Regions from separate parts of the Drosophila melanogaster genome. Here region 1 is linked to region 2. A link is a contact called in public Hi-C data. All regions are on one chromosome and are shown on one strand. Each heading gives the region's core, a stretch centred on a gene start, on an enhancer-like site or on the middle of the called end of the contact. The rest is flanking DNA. Distances are from core to core; before and after follow the strand shown.

Region 1 (6,128 bases), core at 892-3,391, 150 kb after region 2:
CGATTCCTCACTGGCCATATGCGTTTCCAGATGCTGTATCTTGCAGATTAGCTCTTTGTTGCGCTCGTCGGAGCTACGCTTCTCCCGCTGCACCGTCTGAATGGTGGAATCACATCGGGCCTGGACAGCCTGCTCCCTGCTCTCCGAGTTTTGCAGACGACTCTGGAGGGATCCGATGAGGGCAGTCTGCCGAGCAGCCTGGGCTCGCAGATTCTCGATATCCGCATCTTTGCTGCACAATGCTGCACGCGCTTCAGCAAGCTAGGATAAGTGTAAGTATATGTATATCCTTTGCATTACTTGATTCTATAATAAATTGATTCTTTTATTTACCTCCCCCGTAAGTCGCTCCTTTTTGTAGGACAACGCAGCCAGTTCACTGCGCAGTGTGGTGGTCAAGTCGAGACCATGATGATGTTCTGTCACAGTGATTCCCGTATTGCTGCAGGATGTGTCCAGCTGGATAATCGCATTTAAATTTGGAGAACACACAAAAGGTTTTGATTTGCGGAGTTATTAATTAATTACATATAAATTTATCTAATTTCCTAGTTTAGAAAACATTTTCAAAAAATGTATACTTTCTACATTCTTGAATATATTGGCTCTATTAAATAAATGTACCATTTTCACATTTTCCTGTTATTAAAGTTATATTTATACAATTTAAGATAAAATGGTTTTGAACCATTCAGACTTTCATTATTTTTTGTAAATTTTAATTGTACTTTTAATTATAATATGTAATTTTTAACTGTGATGGCATTAACATTGTCCCAATGCCCACCAAGTGATGATGATGCGGAGATAATCCACCAGTGTGTCCCAAGTGATGGTGATGCAGATGATTTTCACTGGGCATATTTAGAGCCACGAATATTTAAAGCACTCCAAGAACCAAGTCAACTGTTCCCAGTAAAAGCCGTCGAAGAACTGAACTTTGGTTCGGGAATAACCACTTTCGGAAGCCTAACAACCTCCACCTAACAACTGAGGGGAGTCCGATGCATGGCACCGAGGAATTTACCCCAACATAACATCACACAGTGCTCAAATTTATGCTCCAAGTGAAAACGAGCTCAATGGCAGGAGCAAGGGGCTTTGGATAGGGGGGCAGCCGTGTGGAGCTCGAAAGGTGTAGCCACGATTACACTTACACATGGGGGAAACTTTGCAGTTTGTTTGGATTATTTGGGTCATTCACATGGCGCCAAGTGGCGAAGTATCAAATGCAATATCCACAACGGACTCACGCACGCAAGTGCGGACGCCACAGGGTTTGGGGTTTTGGGTGCTCCGGGGCTAGGTGGATGGATATACGATGGAAATTTTCAACTTGGCCGGAAACGGAAAATGAGGTGTGCAACTTTTGGCCAATTGTCTGCAATTTAGGAAGGAGCAACGGCAAGACAATTGGGAACTGAAATGTGTTGAACATTCGATAAGCTTGGCCGGGTTAATTATGAAGCCAATTCAGGTTGCCTCTTTAATGAAATTGAAATGGGCGAAATGGGAAATGTTTCAAACATTTAAAAGATATTTCATTGAACTTGATTTTGGGCTTGCTCCTTAGGCTTTCACAAGTCCTCAATTCAGTAAATTAGATGCAATGGCTCCATTTTATCCTATTGTGTGTTTATGAATAGCTTTACAATCATTCATATGTATATTTTGATTATGCAGCCCCACCCACATGGCAATACGAACCACTGTATCCCCCAGACCAATCGAGTTTTATGCAAATCCCCCCACAAACATCATTAGTTCCCCTAACAACCGCATACATTTGAAACATAAAAAATAGCGAACAAAAGTCGTTATTCAATTGCGAATTCACATAAATCTATCTTGATATGATGTCTACACGCTTTTATGGCAATTTGGCGCACGATTTTGGCAAAATAGTTAAGCGACAAAAACTACTCACCTGGCAAAATGGAATGGCTGGTTGTGGCAAAGGTGACATTGTGGTCATCCGTGCGGGAATCGTTTTCGGGTCCTGATCAGCACCGAACAAGACCTCGAACACCTGCCAGTCCTCGGGTGTGTTGCCATTGGTCGTGGGTCGCGGATTAAGTGGCATTCCAATGGATTTTATCCGGATGAACTCGATCCGCCTCCGACTGGCGTTGGAAAAATTCTACTCTATGTTTTCTAAGCGTAAATAATACACCCGACCCGACCAGGCAACAAGAAGAGGCAAAGTTATGCGGCAACTTTCAGGTTGCCACGGCGCATAAAATAACTATGCATGAGGCGATACTACACTAGATGGTGAGGGTGTGGTTCCTGGTGGGTAACTACGGTGACTAAAGTGCACATAATTCGATTTTCTAAACTGCAATAGCCGTAGAGTGGTAGGAGGGGCAGTTACCCCGCAGCCGTTTGCCTGTAATTTCATTTGTCTCCGCCAAAAATAATGAATATGGTAAATGTTTGCCCTAACTTGGCGCCCACTCCCCGTCCGATGGAATAACCCCCTTAATGGCCTGATCCTTTGACAGTGACTTTGAAGGCAACAACCCTTTGGGGTTAAGTTCATGCATTTCGGGATTTTGATTATTTTGTTTGGGTTGCCAACATAAATAATAGTTGTCGAATTTTGATGAGCTCCAGCATTTCGCCTGCTTCATTTTGGATTCCTGGCGCTTATACATGGTGATTTCACTTCCGTTGCTTATTTTGCCTAGCGAAATTAAACAATTTATATTAATTTTCAATTACATATCATCTTTAAGATTAACTAATTTGTAAAGGCTTGTAAAGGGAAATATCTATATAGCCCACCTGTTTTTGTTGACGAGCTTTAGTTTGCGTTTCCATCAACTTTTTGATCTCGGCTATTTTTCGAAGGTACATTTCCTCCTGTTCCAAGCAGAGCTTGTGATCGTCCTTGACCTTCTGCAGTGCGAGCCTGGCGATCGTGCACTGCACCTCGGCGCTTTCCAGATCCCGCTCCAGCTTGACCTCCCACTCCCTATTGCGTGTCTTAAGCTTTTCCACTTCCCAGGAGTATATCATCTCCGAGCTGCGCTGCACCGTCATGTCCTGTTCCAGCTTGGTTTTCAGTTCCATTAACTCCTTCCTCAGCAGATCCTCGCGCTTACAGTTAAGCATTAGTCTCTGATCCATACAGCTGTTTACCCACTTGATATGGTAACGCATCTGTATCGGATCAGTCACTATGAAAATGTACAAAAGATACATTAAATTTTTGTAATATTTTACAACTCACAACTACTGCCCTCGAAGAGGTCTACGAGTGCAGTTCGATTGATATCCAGACTGGATACGCTGGATTCCACTGCCAGGCTACTGTTGCTCATTCCCTCCTTGATCCGGCAATTGTCCTTGAGGTCCTTAATCCAAGCACCAACCGTGTTGTACTTGCAATCTCTAAGAATATAAGTGTTTCCAATATAGAATGTTCTTCTTGATGGAAATGGGGCCAATACCGTATTAGTTGTATGCTATTTTCGCAAAGGTCGTCATCCTTTTGAAAGTCCTCTCGCATTTCGTGTAGAATTTGTTCGATCTCTTTCAGATCAGTTCGGAACTTTACGCAGTCGAGATCCTCGGAACTCCGTTCGCGATGGATCACGTCCAGGTACAACTGGTTATGTTCCAGTCGTGCCAGGAAGTGATCCAGCGACCACTTGAACAGATTGTAGGGAATCTCGTCGATCTTTCCGGGCCAAGGACTGGAAAACAGACGCAGTTGCTTCAGCAGGCGAACGGATAGGAACTCGATGGCCGCCTTCTGGCATTTGATATTCAACTCGGTCATCATGGACGAACGCAATTTAATGCTTTCTATGGCCTCCTGAACGGTCTTCCTTCCGCTCTCCCTCTTCCGCATCCTGGCCATCTGCCGCACCACCATAGCCTCTGCTCCATTTTCGACCACCCGATCCACGGTCTCCACAGCATAATCAACCACGGATTTGCTCCGAAGGGATAATGCGGCCAGCATCGAACTCACACGGCGTTCGTGATCCTCGATGATTGTGCTAAGGAATTTATCACGGCATTGGGAGGGATCGAGCTGATCCGGCAAGGGGAACTGAATCGCAAAAGGATCCGATTCCTTTTCCTCCATTAACACATCCATTATAATTTGTTGGGCTTTTATTTAGCTTTTCCCCACTCAAATGTTTTTTTATATAAATGTCAGATTTTTAATAAAAAGAAACACAACTGCTGTGTGATTTCAATGTTTTTAGGTAGGAATTAGTTTTATTAATAAAGAAGTCGTTCTAACGTTAAAAAAAAATGTTTAATGTAATCTTTGGTAAATTGCAAACACATAGGTAAATTAATAGAGGCCAAACCGGAGAATCTTCTATGGCATTTTGGAATTTCGGGACTTTCTTTCAGACCGTCTCTCAGAAAGCCTTTCAGATTTTCGTCCTATCTTATTTTCGGAATTCCTCTCTGATTTTTTTTCCGACATCCTTTCGGACTTTCTCTCGGAATTTCGAACCGACTTCCTGGACAATCGGCTTCGCGTGGAACCAAATACCTAAACATATGTGTTATTGTGGTAATTCAAACACTGAATCACTTCATATAGACTTACCCCCTGTTCCTGAGCAATTATAGCCTGCACTTCTTCGATTCGCTGGAGATACATGTCCTTCTGTTCTTTATAGAACTTAATATCGTCCTTGACCTTTTGCAGTGCAAGCTTGGATACGGTACACGTGACTTCGGCGTTCTCCAAATCGGTATCAAGTCGCTCCTGCCACACTCTGACGCTTTCCCTAAGCTTTCCCACCTCTAGCGAGTATATAAGCTCGGAGGAATTGCGCACCTTTTCATCCTGCAATGCTTGTACCTCCAGGTCATTTAGTTCCTTTCTCATCTTCTCCTCCCTTCCGTTTATCCGATAGAGACGCTGATCCGTACAGCTTCTAATCCAGTTGATTTGGTACCGCATTTCAATCGGATCCTGGGCTGCGGACGGAGGTGAGTATCCCAGATATGGCTCATAGTAAACACCCACTCACCTGACTCGTCTTCGAAGGCTCCCATTGCCGATGAGTGACGTAATACTATGTTAAAGGCGCTACTTTGAGCAAAAAGCCTAGCGGTTAACGTACTGGATCTAATGCTCTCAAGATTATCTTTGAGGGTACTGACCCAAGGTGCGTTAATGTTGTATTGGGCACTTCTGTAATTTAATGATATCAGATAGTGAATATAATGAAAAATCATAAATAAACTAAACTCCTTACCTTAACAACTCCATGCTCCCCTGACATAGATCCCTATCGTTGCGATAGTCTTCCCTGATCTCGTAGATAAGAAGTTCGATCTGACCCAGGTCCTTGCAGAACTTGAGGCAGTCCAGATCCTCCGCACTTCTCTCCCTATGGATGACGTCTAGATAGACCTGCTTAATTGCCAAGCGCATCAGGAAGTCGTCCATCGACCAGCTGAACAGGTTGTAAGGGATATCCCCAGTGTCACCAGGCCAGGGACTCGAAAAGAGGCGCAACTGCTTTAGCAGGCGAACCGACAGGAATTCTATGGCCGCCTTCTGGCATTTCAGGTTCAGGTCATTCATCATGGTCGACCGCAACTTAATGTTCTCCAAGATCTCTTCCTTCGTCTTCCGCAGACTTAACCTTTTGCGCTGACTCACCAACTGTCGCACCACCATAGCCTCTGCCCCCTTTTCGGGCCCCTGATCCGAGAGGTCCTGTGATGACCTGAATTCCGAAGCGGCCCGGAATGTGGATCTGGGCCGCAGGGAACTGGCCCGAAGTTCGTGCTCCCGGATGAATGTGCCGATGAATTCATCGCGGCATTGGGACGGATCGAGTTGCTCCGGCAATGGAAATTTAATCTCATATGGATCGGACTCAAATGTGGTTTCTACCTTCTTCTTATTTTCATCAGAATTTTTCCTCTTTTTGGAAACCATTTTTTTAATTTTTTCTTTTTTTTTTTTTTGTTTTTTTTTTTTGTGTTTTATTCTGTATGAGTGTTGTTTGAAAGTGTCACATTTTCTGTAAAATCAATACAGCTACTGTATACTTTGAATACTTTGTATCAAATTAAGATGAATGAGCTCAAGCTTAAGAAGTATTTTATTGAAACCGTTGGTAAATTGTAAACATATA
Region 2 (6,295 bases), core at 3,271-5,770:
GGCCGCTAAGTGTAGAAAGTTTCCTCCTATCTCCGCTCGCATTAATTTGGCGTTTTGTGTTAATCAGTGTGTGTAAGTTATGCAAATTGGATCGTGGCATTAGCAGTTCGCTTATGCAATGTATTGGATAATCCCCTCCCCGGCTGGCGACATTGGTGGACCAGGCCAGGCTCACCAGGTTTTCTATTTTCGAGGCCTTGGCCAGATGCGACTTCTTTGGCTTAGTCATGCGGCGACGCTCAGAATGCAGCCGAGCAACTTGATTGCTCAGGCAAATTAAGCACAAGTGCTGCCGATTGCCGACTGCGCTGCCAGATGCTGACATTGTCTAGTTGACACACTTAAGTCACTTAAATGTCGTAGAATTCTTGCTAAAAGTTTTCCCAAGTGTTTTACAGCATACAAACATTTTTTTTAACACTTTTTGACATTTTTCTATCGACTGTGGCGTCAAGGCTTGGCGCCCCCTAATGGGATGTCACCGGCTCACCGAATGCGACAAAATTATGGTTATTCATAATTGCGATAGTCGCAAGCAACATTTTTCGGTGAATTAGAGCACTCGCGTGGGTCGAAACGAAAGACTTAGGAAGCGAACTTGAAATTACAATTTTAATTAAAGCTTCAACGGTAGCAATGCCAAGGGGGTGTGGGTTGAAATTGTGAGATGACATGATTTTACACGTGCCTAAGAAATGAGAAAATGTGGAAGGGCCAAGAAGCTATGAAATTGAGCAAAAGATTTATTTCCCATACCATGATAATTATTATGTTCATACCATTATCATTTAACAAATCCCAAAAAATATTTCAAAAACATAGATAATGGCATTAAAATTGCTGGGTTCTAACTCTAATCTTTAATCAGATTTTAAGATATTTATCTCTCTAAAACCAAACATGATAGTTTAAAATTGTTCAAAATATTAATGATCTAATTTATTTTGGATCCAACAATTCCGCATCTTCACATAGTTCTTCAATCCCACTTTAAGTGTTGTCACTGTCATTAATCTATTTCACAGAAATCCATTAGCACCTTTCCAAAAGGGAAACTTAAATTTAAATTAACTTTAGCGCCGCCTCTTCGTTTAACACATTTTTGTGAAGAAAATTAGTCAAGACATTTTTTTTGCTGGCTAGAACTGTTTTAAAGTCAATTAGCCAACGTGTATATGATAAATAAGTAATTAAGAGAGAAAAAACAGAACGGCGAGTTCAAGGCTGAAACGATATCTGAAACCGAAACCGAATTCTCTTAGTCGAGAATTCGTTATTTTATGTGTTTTTGTAATTTAATTTGCAAGTTTTAGCCGTCTTTCGATGGGCTGTCATTTATCATATTTATTTCATCCGTTGTTTGCTGTGTCTAAGACACGTTTTTTTATTTATGTATGTCCATGTCTAATTTATTGACTAATTTATCAACATTTGTCTGGGCTGGGGATCCAACACCGAAAGTTGATCCAGTGAAAAGTTGAATAAACCTTTTTGACATGTGACTGTCGCTTGATGGCCGAGAATTCCTTTTCTTTCTCGGCCTTCCTGGTGAAAGGAGATCAAAACTAGAGATCGCTTTAGTTGCTGACCCTGAGAGAGCACGTATAACTCTGTCGTTGGCCAATTCCAAGTGATTCGATAAATCAAGATCCGTTGCTCAACTTGTTTTCTGCTCCGCCAAGAATAATTCAATGCGCACAAATATTTCTGCGAGTGTCCAACTCTGGCAGCGCCTGTCTGACCACTTCGCTTATTTCTACATACATGACTCCAAAAAACGGGTTACCCCAAATAAAATAAAAGTATAACGACCAATATGCATAGCAGCTGGATCAAGAAAAAAATCTCAAAGGAACGGGTGCCAATTGTCTTTTCAATACATGTAGCTGGTGGTCTCTCCCTTCAATACACAAAAATGTGCTACATTCAACCGCAAACAATATACAAAAATTACATCCATGCATACATCTTGTTAGCGACTGGTTTATTTGGGTTAAAAAGAAATTTTTTGGATGCGTTCGAGCTCCCCTCTTTCAAAAAGATAACGGAACAAGACATCTGTGAAAAAAATCAAAAACCCATAAACAAAATCTGAAGCAAAATGCCAAACACAAGAAAGTGAAACTTTTGTTGCTGCCATTGTACGACGTAATCAACTTCAACAGGATCAAGTGGCCAACAGGCTTGACTGGGCCTCATTTTTTCGGGTTTTCAGTAATTTCGCTCTCCAGCAACGGAACTAAATATTTGTTAATGTGTCTAGCTCTTCAAATGAAGTTTAAAGAGCCTTTTGAGGTTTTTGCTTTTGGCACTTGCCTGCCTGATAGCAACTGGCATCTTCCGTCATTTCAAGGCGCTACAACTGGTTGTCATCTTACATAAGTCGAATGAGGATGGGTGAAATATGATGATTATGATCAGCGACTAAATATATGAATTTTTTAATTTAAAGCACGGAACTTATGGAACAAGGGGCTGGGGTCTTGTTTTGTTTTGTGCCTTATTATACATACTCAATACAATTTAGATAAATTTCTGTCCCATTTTCTGTCTGTAGATTTTCATCTTGGTTTCCATAAACAAGCCTTCATTTAACTTTCTCACATTTCACCTTAAATTGCCCGAAAAGATTTCACAGCATTTGGCTGCCGGGGGGAACACAAAGCAATTTTTTACCATAAACACCAGGGTGCGTTGTCAATCTTGGTAAATTACGCGTCAAATATTTGTAAATTATAAACGATCATCTTGGCGTTGTCAACATAAAACGCCGATTACAGAGTTTTAGGCCTGAAATTGGATGATTATATTTTCCCTTTTGCCCGATTGGGTGGCAGTTGGCCAACAAACTGCGACCTTGGCGTTTAACCGGTAACCGACTGACATTTGATCGTAAATCAAATGAAAACTTCCAACGATTTGCATGCAGGCAACACCCTGTAAGATATGGAGATACGAGGCCAAAAGCTGCTCTTCGAATTATTTACCAATATCAAGTTGTATGCACTTTCGCAATGAAAACGAAAGTTACGCCCCGCTATTCGAATATTCGTATATCCATATGGCTGTCTGCGGCGCGTGACTTTGCCAACGTTTACACTTTCTTGCCATAAAAAGCAACGGCCCCATGAGGGGACACACACCGGCATAGAATTATGATCTTCACGCCTCTTGGCTGGCGTTCAAGCAACGTTCACCAGCAGCCAGCAGCATCTGCGGCAACTACAGACTTGGCAATGTAACCAATATTGGAAGCCACATCGATGAACGTCACTGAAAAAAGAAGTAAACATGAAAATTGCATCATGCCTGCACTCGACGTTCGTGTGTCGCTGGTGATGATCATCAAAGTTGCCAATGAACATCGTTATGGTAATGAAGTGCACTTGAAAATTTCTGTGTGCAGATCTTCTGTAGGTTTTTTCATGCATATTTCCTCATCCGTCCAAGAAAGAGCCATACAAACTGGGTAAGAGCGTAATGTATTCAATCATGAGTATTTTCATAGCCTGTTGTCTAGTTTTCGGGCCGGTCGACTCCTACCCATTGTGCAATGTTCAGAGCCAAGAAACTGGCTGTGTAATAAACACAACAAAAAAACCACAAACCCAGAGTGAAACAAAAAGTGTTTGGGGAGTGTATTTTGCTGATCACATGACCATCACATGATTGCAGGAGGGTATGCGAATCTATTTTAGCTGTAATAAAAATTTCAACCTGCTAAGCAGGATGTTGTGGGTATTTTTGCATTGGTGAAATATATTAATAAATATCTTATCTGATCATTATCGTATTGATTTCAAAGAAGGAATTGAATTATTTTCCATGTTTCAGAATTCTGAAAATACTTGAGCTAGCTGATTATTTAAGTTTTGTCAGTAGAGTATGCAGGACTCGACTTTTGTGGAAAACACTTTCGCTTTCTTGTTTGTTCCACGCCTTTGTGGTAGTATTTACTGCTGTCGCTGGCGTTGCTGATTTTCCTGTTGCCTGTGTTGGTGGTAGGAAATCATGTGCAAAGTCACATGACGATGACGGTACGTGCCTTTGGAGTAATTGCAGAAACACATGGATGCCAGGGGTGTTGCCAGCCGTCGAGAAGCGTGCAAAATACGGATGAAGATATATACAGGCGATTCGTACATATGTGTTTGGTCGGCCCGTCTGCATATTTGGCCAGGCGGCAGCACTGCGGACTGTTGATAATGAAAACGACGTCAAACGGGCGTTCGCATGAGTAATGCGCATACCAAACACTTGATGGCTTCCGCAATTGTGTTTTTTTTTTTTGTTATTATTGCTGGCTAGTGCCACACTAACCCATTTGTGTAAGCCTTCTTCGCAGGCGTAAGTAATTTTTGTATCGGCTGCTGTTACCAGTGCTGCATGATTTGGCAATTGGCAGCGAGTCAAGTTTGTTGCCTAAGTCTTTTGTTTTCCCGCTGATTGCGCAAAGCGATTGTGTTCGGATATTTTCCGCTTCTAAGTATTCCCGAGCCGCTTATGTTGACGCACAGTGTTCATTCGTGTGTGGGTAGTGAGTGCTTTATCTAAGGCCACTTAACTCATGATTTGCACAGACAATTAATTCGTGACTCTCAATTGCGCAGAGCTACCGAACTATCAGCACTTGCAAATTAAACATACATCGCTTATCGACATCACCGGGAATTTATGCAAATCGCAAAATAGCATAATATCCAACCAGCTAGCGCGTTGTGCAATATTTATTTAATAAGTCAAATTAACAACGATTTATTGCTTGCAATTGTGATGGGTTTTATGAAAGCTGCTTGGTTGCTTCGCTAAAGTCAACTATTTTAGGACTGGCACGCGTTCGTCAGCTATTTTGTGCAACTGGTTTGACTTGTTGGATGTGCCATTTGGTATTTTTACAGTTCTTACTCACGTGTTTTATAATTGCCAATCGATCGAGAGAATGACTAACTACCGATTGTAAAACGGCTGTAAACAGAATGCAAATACCACAAGCTGTCGCTGACAATAGGTACATGCATCTGAGTATTGAGACTCAATCAATATATAAAACCAATTACCCCGAAATATGTTGATATGACCGATGATCAAGTGTGATTTTTACGAGGAATTTGACTCAACTTAAATTCAGATAATTTTTTTGGGGATTACCATACTGGCTGCTGTTTCCGTTTGCCAACTGGTTATCAGAACAAATCAAATGAATGTCAAACAAATAAATAAATTTCGCCAAAAACAACTTGAAGTAACATATACGCAGATCAGAAAATTTTGAAATGCTTAAAACTACCTAAAAACAATCTCTGCTGCCGTTTGCCAATGGACTGATTGATAAACTCCACACGAACTTTCCTTTTCAATATTTATTGTATTTAATTGTTGGATTTCAGCAAACGACGCTCGATAAAAATAAAAAAGAAATGCTAACTATTGATGTCATAATGTTGTTAAATAACGTATATGCGGCATGTGTCGTGCATTTCTATTTGCTTTTTAACGCTATTTTATTTTTTTTTTTTGTTTTGTTTGTTTGGTTTATGGGTGCCATCAGTGGCGAGGCATGACACACATTTTTGCATTTCAGTTGGTGACATAAATACCAGACGACCCGCTCCATGCCGCATAAAAGCCATAAACAAACAAATGTAAATTGCCAGCACTTCTGCTTTCGCTTTCAGCTCGGTTTCGGTTTCGGCCAAGTTATTGAGATACGTGTCGGCAGTCAAGTTCTGCAAAAGTACAACTAAAGGGGATTACTCGTGCCCGGCAATAAATTAACTTATGTGTGCCAATTGCCTGCCGTCCGTTGCCTGCATATTGGCCAATCGTTATGGATTTGACTGGCCTCAATGGGCAGCCACGCACCTGGCAAATGGGTAATCGCATTACGAGTTATTTTCGGTAATCGTTACTTCATTTGGCATTTCCTTTTTTATGCCAGAATCGCAATAATGAATTTTGTTTTGTAATGGGATTTCATTGATGGCGAATAAATGATAGAGGCTTGTGACCCAAATTACCTCCTAATAACCAAGATTATGTGTCCAAGATGGTACATCTTATTTATCTTAACCATGAAAACTCCATCATTACCCAAACATTTCCTGCGTTTTTTCACAAACAACATCGATTTATGTGGATCTTGAACTCAAGACAAGTTCATATACCCAAACGTAGCTATCTCGAAACATTATAATCGTCTGGAATCTGTTTAGATAGACACCACAAGCGGTCACTTAAAAGTTACTAATCATACAATAGCCTTGAACATTCGTCTAAACAACCCGAACGAAATACC

Evidence for each region. Hi-C and Micro-C count contacts between places; a contact is called where the count stands out from the background.
Region 1: a contact with region 2 is called in a Hi-C map of the Kc167 cell line, with 2.4 times the contacts expected there. The contact joins the promoter of CG43338 here to the promoter of lncRNA:CR44903 in region 2. A contact is called at or near these places in 10 of 107 Hi-C or Micro-C datasets (the Kc167 cell line, the S2 cell line, cellular blastoderm embryo and 2 more).

Annotation. Positions count from the first base shown.
Region 1 is chr2L:18,669,105-18,675,232 of dm6, forward strand. It overlaps CG43338, which reads right to left and starts at 2,142. Exons shown (of 5, transcript NM_001259151.2): 1 at 1,928-2,142; 2 at 334-459; 3 at 1-261. The coding sequence starts at 2,083. CG43339 reads right to left here and starts at 4,181. Exons shown (of 4, transcript NM_001299123.1): 1 at 3,456-4,181; 2 at 3,236-3,396; 3 at 2,788-3,182; 4 at 2,500-2,686. The coding sequence starts at 4,111. The coding sequence ends at 2,678. It overlaps Mst36Fb (Male-specific transcript 36Fb), which reads right to left and starts at 5,990. Exons shown (of 4, transcript NM_001169539.1): 1 at 5,238-5,990; 2 at 5,010-5,173; 3 at 4,580-4,956; 4 at 4,259-4,522. The coding sequence starts at 5,929. The coding sequence ends at 4,343. It overlaps Mst36Fa (Male-specific transcript 36Fa), which reads right to left. Exons shown (of 4, transcript NM_165259.3): 4 at 6,079-6,128.
Region 2 is chr2L:18,519,421-18,525,715 of dm6, forward strand. It overlaps lncRNA:CR44903 (long non-coding RNA:CR44903), which reads right to left and starts at 4,521. Exons shown (of 1, transcript NR_124367.1): 1 at 3,851-4,521. The region is part of intron 1 of CG10211; the gene reads left to right.